Regions from separate parts of the Sus scrofa genome. Here regions 1 and 2 are each linked to region 3. A link is a contact called in public promoter capture Hi-C data. All regions are on one chromosome and are shown on one strand. Each heading gives the region's core, a stretch centred on a gene start, on an enhancer-like site or on the middle of the called end of the contact. The rest is flanking DNA. Distances are from core to core; before and after follow the strand shown. Region 1 holds the start of WRB (tryptophan rich basic protein). Region 2 holds the start of PSMG1 (proteasome assembly chaperone 1). Region 3 holds the start of BRWD1 (bromodomain and WD repeat-containing protein 1).

Region 1 (2,906 bases), core at 233-2,732, 66 kb after region 3:
TAGTGCCCTTTTTGAGAGCTGCCCAAAGGGTGCAATAGGAGAGAGCTGAGTGTTCTGAGTTGCCTTTGCAGGCCCCTTGCTGCTGGTCATCTCCCCCACTGCTGCGCAGTCAAGGCGAATACCCAGGGTTTTTGTCAAATTTTTGCCTCACTAGGAATCCATGCTCCTTCTCCTGGGGGATGTGTACTGTGGTGGGGTGAGGCAGGGGTGGGGAGCTGGCTGTACTTTCCCCCCAGGCCTGAAGGCAGAGTCGGGGTGGGGGAGTGGAGTCAGGAGGGTCTGCCATCGCTTTTCACCAGGTGGTTTTACTTTCAAGTCTTCTAAACCTCTAGCAAGCACAGGAGCCAGGAGTTTGGCTACAGCTTTGGTTAGCCCAGCGGGACGAAGGAGGCTATGGAAGAGGAGCAGGCTCCAAGACTGTCTTCTGTTTCAGTCGGTTCCACATCACCTACTGGCCAAGAAACCTTTCCATGGAAATGATTCAGTCTACTGTCATTGAGTAGTTTTGCTTCACGTGTTTTCTTTAATCAGAAATTTGGGAGTTCTCCTGGTGGCACAGTGGAAGTGAATCTGACTAGGAACTATGAAGTTGCAGGTTCGATCCCTGGCCTCACTCAACGGGTTAAGGATCTGGCATTGCTGTGAGCTGTGGTGTAGGTCACAGACGTGGCTGGGATCCCACATTGCTGTGGCTGTGGGGTAGGCCGGCAGCTGTAGATCTGATTGGACTCCCAGCCTGGGAACCTCCATATGCTGCTGGTGCAACCCTAAAAAGCAAAAAAAAAAAAAAAAAAAAAAAAAATCGTAGACTCCCAGGTCCTCAATTCATTTTGATTGGGATTTAGTTCTCAGACGCCAACCATGGTAGAAGAGAGAGCCAACCACCTTTTGCTTTATCTACTACACATAAGCGTGAATTGTGATTCTTTTACTGTAAAGTAAAAGTTACTTTATTTCAGGCTAAATGTAAACGGTGCCTTTAAAATTAATACTTATTTTTCAGGTATGCAGTTTTGTAATTGCTTTGTTAGTGTTGGGTTTGGAAATGTAAACATTAACAACTCACTAATAACCGCTTACAAAACCTTTTTCTTTTCGTGGTTACTTGCCTCTATAATTACAGTAGTTTTCTATTTATGAAAAGATTTGTTTAAAAATAAATTTATTTAGGAATAAAGATGATGCAATTTAAAGAAAGTATTAATTACATAATAACACAGCTGGTGTGCAGATATAACAAAACTAGAAAGACGTTGGCGTCGCAACCGCGAGAATTTGGAAAACAGGTTCCACGGGGTTGGGGGGAGAGAGGGTGAGAGCAGCTACGGAAGCCGGGAAGGCCAAGGCCAAGGCGAAGGCGGACGCGAACCAGGACCCGGAGGAAGAGGCGGCCCCGCCCCCTCGAGTGCGGCGCAGTGCGCAGGTGCGGCGTCGCGCCTGGGGGCGCGTGGGGCTCACTGCGCAGGCGCGGCGGTCGGCGTGGTCCCCATGGAGCCGCAGTAGCGGGGCTGGCGCCGCCGCGAGCGAAGGACATGAGCGCGGCGGAGGCCGACCGCTGGGCGTGGCTGCTGGTGCTCAGCTTCGTGTTTGGGTGCAATGTACTCAGGATCCTCCTCCCGTCCTTCTCCTCCTTCGTAAGTGGCCTGGCCCTCCAGGGGCCGGTGGGGTCGCCGCCCAAGCCCTCGGCGAGCCCGGTGTAGACACAGGGGTCTCGAGCTGGCCGCCGGAGGGCTGGTTTCGGCCTGCAGAGGCTTCTTGGGCGGGCGGTTCTGTTTTGAGATATTTTCGAGTTGGCTGCTCTCCTCTGAAAGCTGTAAAGCTTTCCCCCCAGATCCGGATTTCTGGATTCTTGGGGCGGAAAAGAAGACACACCTGGCAGATCTTGGTCAGTTTTCACGTGGCGGCGGTCCTCAGTGCCTTTCTGCCAGCCGCGCGCATTTCCGTTATCCCCCGGGCCCTGGAGGCATCCGGCAGCCTTGGCTGCTGGGGGCCCAGTGCCTGCAAGCAGGGCGTCTAGGGCTTTCGGGAAGTCTCGCCTTCTCGCGTGCAGGGCCAGCTGTGCCAGGTCCTGGGGGATGGACCTCAGGGTGCAGGAGCCCCGCATTCTTGGGGCGGGTAGGGTGGGAGACGGTGTAGACAGAGAATCTCAGTGTTCTGTGATGTTTTGTGTACCCAGAGGAATGGCAGGCACGTGGGAGCGCTCTCTCTGCGGGGCGTTTCGCGCATCGCGAGTACGTTACCTCGTGTGTAGGTGCCACAGCTGCTGTGATTGTCACCCCGTCCTGCTGTATGTTCCAGAGGAGGAGTCTGACTCCGTCTAGTTTTTTTCTTTTCTTTTTTTTTTTTTTTTTTAAATGAGAGTTGCAACGTTTATTTTAGGTGCTCTCGTGGATTTTTCTTTTCTTTTCTTTTTTGCCACACAGGCAGTATGTGGGAATTCCTGGGTCAGGGATCGAACCGAAGCCACACAGCAGCCACCGGAGCCACAGGTGAGAACGCAGGCACCTCAATCCGCCAGTCCATCAGAGAACTCCCTGAATCTGTTTAATTGTGTTAAGTCTTGCAGCTAGTGACTGCTGGAGGGGGCGGATTTCATCCCTGATTTGTGATTCTCCTAGGTCTGCTCCTCTGCCTTTTGGAAAAAGAATGGGGGGGGGGCGTTTGGTGGCACATTTGATGGAGGTGTAGGGGTGTGTGTGTGTGTGTGTGTGTAGGTGGGGAGCTGTCCTCTGGGGAAGGGCACAATCTTTATGCCCACAATGGGAGCGGGGACAGTCTGAGGAGACTTCAAAGATGGGGTGCACACATTATAGCCATGTCCTGGGAGCTGTTCTCCCTGCTTTTCTCTTCTGATATAAATTGGTGGTGGTGGAGGGCTATTGGTGGTGGTGGAGTTTCTTTTTTGT
Region 2 (2,700 bases), core at 15-2,514, 120 kb before region 3:
AATAATTACAATCCTAAGGAAACAGTGGATTCGTGCAACAATAATTAATAGGTAAAACCATTCACAGAGAACTAACTGTATGAGACAGATCAGGCTGTCCAGGTGACCCGCTGATCAACCCATCTCAGCATCCCTAAAAGTGGGATAACTGGGTACAGCGTGAAGTAAGACACCGCAAAAACCACTTCCGAGGCATTCGCGCCAGCAAAGCATTGACCAAGCCTCTAGAAAGAACTTTCCTTAACAGGCAAAGCGGGTATACACCCATCTGCACAAAGGACACCAAGAAGAAGCAATGAGACAAACCTAGAGCGTGAGACATCCTAGAGGACAACCAGCCTCTCAGCAACCGTGAAAAAGGAAGGCAGGTGCTCTAACATGAAAGGAAATTCAAGAGACAACACGTCCAAATGTAAGGTGTGGGCTGCGTCAGGGTTCTGATTTACAGAAACACTGTAAAATGTCACATCTAAGACAACTGGATAAACCTGATCGTGGACTGGCTACTAAATAGTAATCAAAAGTATTGTTAAGTATTACGGATGATGACAGCATCTGTACGATGTCTAGCTCGTTGGAGAAGCATTCTGTAAAATGCAGAGGTGAAAGGCCATGGTGACTGGGACTCACCTGGGGCTAGTGAGACAGAAAGTAACTGTGGCACAATCTTATGGGATTGGATGGGCGTAAAATAGCGTTTTACTATTCTCTCCAATGACTGTGTATTTGGAAATAATACTTTCTTTAAAAAGACAGAGCCATCTGGTACTGACACATCCTGCTACCTAACTGGAGTGGAGCAGATGATAAATTTTTTAATAAGAGTTGTCTTAGGTCCGTGGACTAAACACACGACACTCCTGGGGCACGAAGACTGCCCTGCAACCCTGGAAAACCTAACAAGCCCGCAGGAAACGCGCCGCATCACTGCTAAAGGAGGCCTTTAAAGAACGCGAGAGCCCGCCGCAGGCCCACCCGCAGCTGGCGCGGCCGGACCCGCCGGGACCCGCCGCAACCTGCGGCCTGCGCGCCGCCCCGGCTCCTGCGCCCGCCCGGCCCGCGTCTGCGACGGCGCGCCCAGCACCTCACCTCTTTCGTGCCAGCTGTCGCCGGACCTCCCTGTCCTCGGGCGTCTCCCTCCTCCCCTCTTCTTCCTCCTCCTCATCCTCCGTCCCGGCTCGGCAAGGCGCCTTCACCACCTCGCCGAAGAACGTGGCCGCCATGATCTCCCTCCCGGCCGGCTTGCGGCGCCACAAGGCAGCGCATGCGCCCCGCGCATGCGCGCTGCGCGGGCCACGCCCACGCCCCGCCCCTGGCTGCGGGCACGCCCCCTGGCCCACCTGGGGCTCGCGCCCCCGGAAACCGGAGCCACCAAGAGACCGGACGACTGCGGGCTAGAAAGGCCAGGCGAGCCGGGGGGCGGGGCCGCTGTCCCTGCAGGTAACCCACGCGGAAGAGGAGGGGCTCGGCCGCCCCCGCCCTAGTCGGCAGCGCGCCGGGGACCCGGGCCAGCCGGACCGCCTTTCCTTGCGCAGCTCTGCGGTTTCTTCTCGCTTAGGAGTGACGGGATGCGCTGTGGTTTATTAAGCGCCCGGCTTCAAACCTTGACTGTCCCCAGGTAGGTGCCGGCCCCTGGCCTGGCGCCTCCTTGGGACAGCGGACAGAGGATGGGTGGAAGGGCAGGAAGAAATACAGTGCTTCGTAGTGTTGTAAAAATGAGCCTTTACTCTGGCAGTAGGAATTCACATTTCAAAAGCCGATGATTGTCGAGCTAATCTAAAAGATTTCATGAGAATGCAAAAATAGTTGCTTCATTTCTAAAACTTGGCTATTTCATACAAAATTTGTTTTCGCTTTAAATAGCCTTTCATTAATAAGCAAGATATGTAATTATTTTTGAACTGGTTCTCTTCTCTCAATTTTGCTGGAAAACAGTTCACGGAGCACTAGTCCAAGCAGAAGAAAAAAAGGGACACTGTACCACAGTTTAAATGAAAATGAAAAAATACAATATTGCAACAACAACAAAAAAAAACACCATTTATCTAGTGCTGAAACTAGAGGGCATTGCTTACATTCTGGAAACTTGCCAGTAAAGAGTCACAAAGTTAAGTACTAATTTGGGGTGAGGGCAGCCTCGAGATGAAAAAATATCAGAAGTATGTTGCTTAGAAACATCTCTTTTTAAGATGTGGAGAAACAATGATCAACAAAAGCATTTACATAAAGCCAGTGGTTAGCGATTTACACCTTACTGCAAAATAGTATTTTCAGTTGTGAGGCAAGATTTGAACACCTAAGTATAAATAGTAAGACCAAACTGCTATCTAGTAGGAATAGGAAATTTTGGGTATAGTCAGTGAGCTAGAATATGCAAGATTATCTGTGCAATATTTTAAAACTGCATTAACACTCCTGGGTTATTTGACTTTATAGAATGAATTGCAGAATAAAAGTTTGGGTATTACTTTGTCTTAGTCCTTTTGTGGAATAAAATAACTTCCTTTTTAGCCTCAACTGGATTTCGTTACATTACGAAGTAATCATTTCTGGAAAGCTGACAAAAATGATAACTAGAATAATGACAGCACATTTAACCATGATTAAAATTCTGCATACATTTCAGAGAGTTTTGCAAGGATGTTAAATTTTAAACAAATGCTTATTTCATGCAGTTACAGTCAATTTAGGCCAAGCACT
Region 3 (2,731 bases), core at 54-2,553:
GGAGTGGCACAGTCTCAAAGCAGCAGGGTTTTTATTACTCCGCGGAGGAAAAAAGAAAAAAACAAAATAAACCAAAAGCTAGAGAGGAACCTTCCTCCACCTTTCAAACACCAACGCTTCTATTCCTAGGGAACAAGTGGTTGGAAGATCTGGGCGGGGCAAAAGGAGGAAGACCAATCAAAGGTCGAGTTACAAGTCGGGTTCAGGACAAACACGGCTGAGAGCAGCTCGCTGAATGGCTGGCGAGCCCCCGGCTCTCACCATAGGCAGCCGCACCTGGGGACCCACCCCGCCACAAACCGCGGCGCAGGTCGCCCCCACCTCCACCCGGCCGCCCCCCAGGGCCGTTTCCTACCCAAACAAACCCGGCCTCCCCAAAGCAAAACAAAGCCTACGGGAGGCGGTCCCGCTGTCCCAGGGATGCCTCGGCCGCCTGGCCGCCCCCTCCGCGCGCGGCTCGGTCACTTCGCCCCTCCGGCGGGAGCCCCGAAAAGGGGGCGGGGGGCGGGTGCTCGGAAACACCGGGATGGAAATGTCAAAAGTCTCACCAATTCCTCGTAGCTCCTGTTGTGCTCGTTGCCCTCCCAATCCAACCTCTTCGGCAGCAGCTGCAAAGACCCAAGATGCACACGAGTGACCACCGAGCGGGGGGTGGCGGGGCGCAACGGGGTGGGGGGCGGCGGGGACGCGGGGCGGGGAGCCGGACGAGCGGCCCCAGGCAGGGCCGGGAGGGGACGCAGGGGACGCGGCGGGACGGGCGTGGGCGAGGCCGCGAAGCACAGACCTGGTACTGCTCCAGCTCCTGCACCAGCACCTGCAGCCGACGAGACGCGCAGTTAGGGGGGCGGGGGCCGCACCCCGGTCCGCCCGGCGCCCTCCTCCCGAGACCCCAGGCGGCGGCGGGGCCGGGACCCCCGGGGCGCGGCCGCCGCCGCCCGCGGGCCCGCACTCACCTGGGCGGCTCTCCGACACGGGCCGGCCGATAGGTACCGGGCGATGAGGAAGTACAGCTCTGCGGGGAGACGGGGAGTCGGGTCAGGCGCGGGCGGGAGGGTGGCGGGGAGGGGGCCGGGGCGGGGGCGCCGCGGGGAGGGCGCGGGCGGCGCGTCTTACCCGACTCGATGAGGGGCACCGGGCGTCGGGCGGGCGAGGGCTCCGCCATGGCCGGGCGCGGGGCCGGGGCGGGAGCGGGCGAGCGAAGCGTGTAGGCCGCGCCGAGGCCTGACCGGGCCGGCGTTCCTCTACCTCAGGCGCGCCGCCGCTGCCGCCGCCGCCGCCGCCGCCATGCCGTGCGCGCCGCCAGCGCCGACGCCTCCGCGAAGTAGTGCCTCCAGGGGAGAGAAAGTAGTCCCTCTGTGGGCGCCGCCCGTGCCACCGGACGAACGACGGTCCGACCCCGCCAGGAAGGGCGAGCCTCGCCTCCCTCTCCTCTCCCTCGGGGGGCGCAGAGAGGACACTGTGTGCGCTGGGGGCCGGGCCCGGCTCGGGCGGCCGGTGGGGGAGGGGCGCGCGCGTGGCCGGGATCCCTGCGCGCGGTGAAGCGGCTCCCGGCCATTGTGAGGCGGCGGCCCGGCTGCGCGGCGGGGCGGGCGCCGGGGGCGGAGGTCGGGCGGGGGCCGCGGTGGGGGCAGGGACGGGGACAGGTCCTCGCTCCCCCGGCCGGAACCCAGCGTCTCCATCCGGGACGTCAGGGGCCCAGGACCCGCAGCGGGTGCGGCGGGGTCGCCCGCTTCGGGCTCTCGGAAGGGACACTCACGGACGCTCATCCGGGGCCAGTGTGTCTGCCCCCCGGGAAAGATGGTTCGCTTCGAGGACGGAACACCCTTAAAACCGAGATCGTGCCACCCAGATGAGAACGCCGGGCCGAGAAGCTTTCCGCCGGGAGGGGAGGAGGAGTGAGGAACGCCGCGGGATGGGGAGGCCAGGGGTCCGCGGACGCTGACTCTCTGGCTCGGAGGGCAGAGCCGGGTTGCCGCATGCGGGGGAAGGAGAGCCGTGGGACAGAGCCGCAGTCCTGCCGGAGCCCGCAGCCCCCGAGAAAGGGTCAAAGAAAACGCAGTGCATCGCAGAGGATGTAAACCTGGCTAGGAGGGAGCAGCCCAGGGCCGGCGACGACCTAGCCGGGCGAGGAGGGTGGGAGGAAGCGGGCAGTGCAGACACGCAGCGGCCACCTCTCGGGGGACGCCCGCGGGGAGCCGTGGGCAAGTGGGATTCTCTTGGGAAACAGTCGTAGGACTTGAGGTTGGAGCAGTGGACCAGGGTCCCCCAAAATTCCCTTAATGCCCGTGGCGGGCTTCTAATCTAACCACATTCCTTCGGCCAACGTACCCGGTTTGCCCTATTCTGAGCCCTAAAGCACAGCAGGGAGCAAAACCGGGCCCTATGGAGCAGACGTTGTAATTCCAGTTCCTAGGCAGTCTGATAACCTCCAGAGCTTCAAGAGATGAAACATTTGGGTTCAGATCAGACTCTGGGTTGGGACTAACCCTGGGCCTTTACCCGCTGAAAGTGTGACTTTGAGCACGTCACAACCTCTGAGCTTCTATTTTCCTCACCTGTAAGCTGTAGATAGTATGTGTGCCCACTTCATAGGGGGACCATAATGGGTTAATAAGTGTTCTTAGGGTACATAAGCGCCATATACCTGCCAGTTTTTAATTATTTACACCACATAGCCAAAGTTTTTCTGTATATTTATGAAGGAACAATTCAAACATGTTGGAACAAGTGC

What was found. Promoter capture Hi-C pulls out the DNA fragments that hold promoters and counts their contacts.
Region 1: a promoter capture Hi-C map of fetal liver shows a contact between it and region 3, with 3 times the contacts expected there. The contact joins the promoter of WRB here to the promoter of BRWD1 in region 3. A contact is called at or near these places in 3 of 5 promoter capture datasets (fetal liver, fetal skeletal muscle and liver), 15 of 47 Hi-C or Micro-C datasets (adipocytes, alveolar macrophages, embryonic fibroblasts and 9 more) and 2 of 2 datasets of contacts at active chromatin or transcription factors (alveolar macrophages and skeletal muscle).
Region 2: a promoter capture Hi-C map of fetal liver shows a contact between it and region 3, with 2.9 times the contacts expected there. The contact joins the promoter of PSMG1 here to the promoter of BRWD1 in region 3. A contact is called at or near these places in 2 of 5 promoter capture datasets (fetal liver and liver) and 2 of 47 Hi-C or Micro-C datasets (heart right ventricle and liver).

The regions. Positions count from the first base shown.
Region 1 is chr13:202,961,208-202,964,113 of Sscrofa11.1, forward strand. WRB (tryptophan rich basic protein) reads left to right here and starts at 1,483. Exons shown (of 5, transcript NM_001244308.1): 1 at 1,483-1,634. The coding sequence starts at 1,533.
Region 2 is chr13:202,774,335-202,777,034 of Sscrofa11.1, forward strand. It overlaps PSMG1 (proteasome assembly chaperone 1), which reads right to left and starts at 1,265. Exons shown (of 7, transcript NM_001244457.1): 1 at 1,090-1,265. The coding sequence starts at 1,223. It overlaps BRWD1 (bromodomain and WD repeat-containing protein 1), which reads right to left. Exons shown (of 42, transcript XM_021070988.1): 42 at 1,706-2,700.
Region 3 is chr13:202,895,242-202,897,972 of Sscrofa11.1, forward strand. It overlaps BRWD1 (bromodomain and WD repeat-containing protein 1), which reads right to left and starts at 1,304. Exons shown (of 42, transcript XM_021070988.1): 1 at 1,114-1,304; 2 at 954-1,012; 3 at 785-814; 4 at 549-608. The coding sequence starts at 1,162.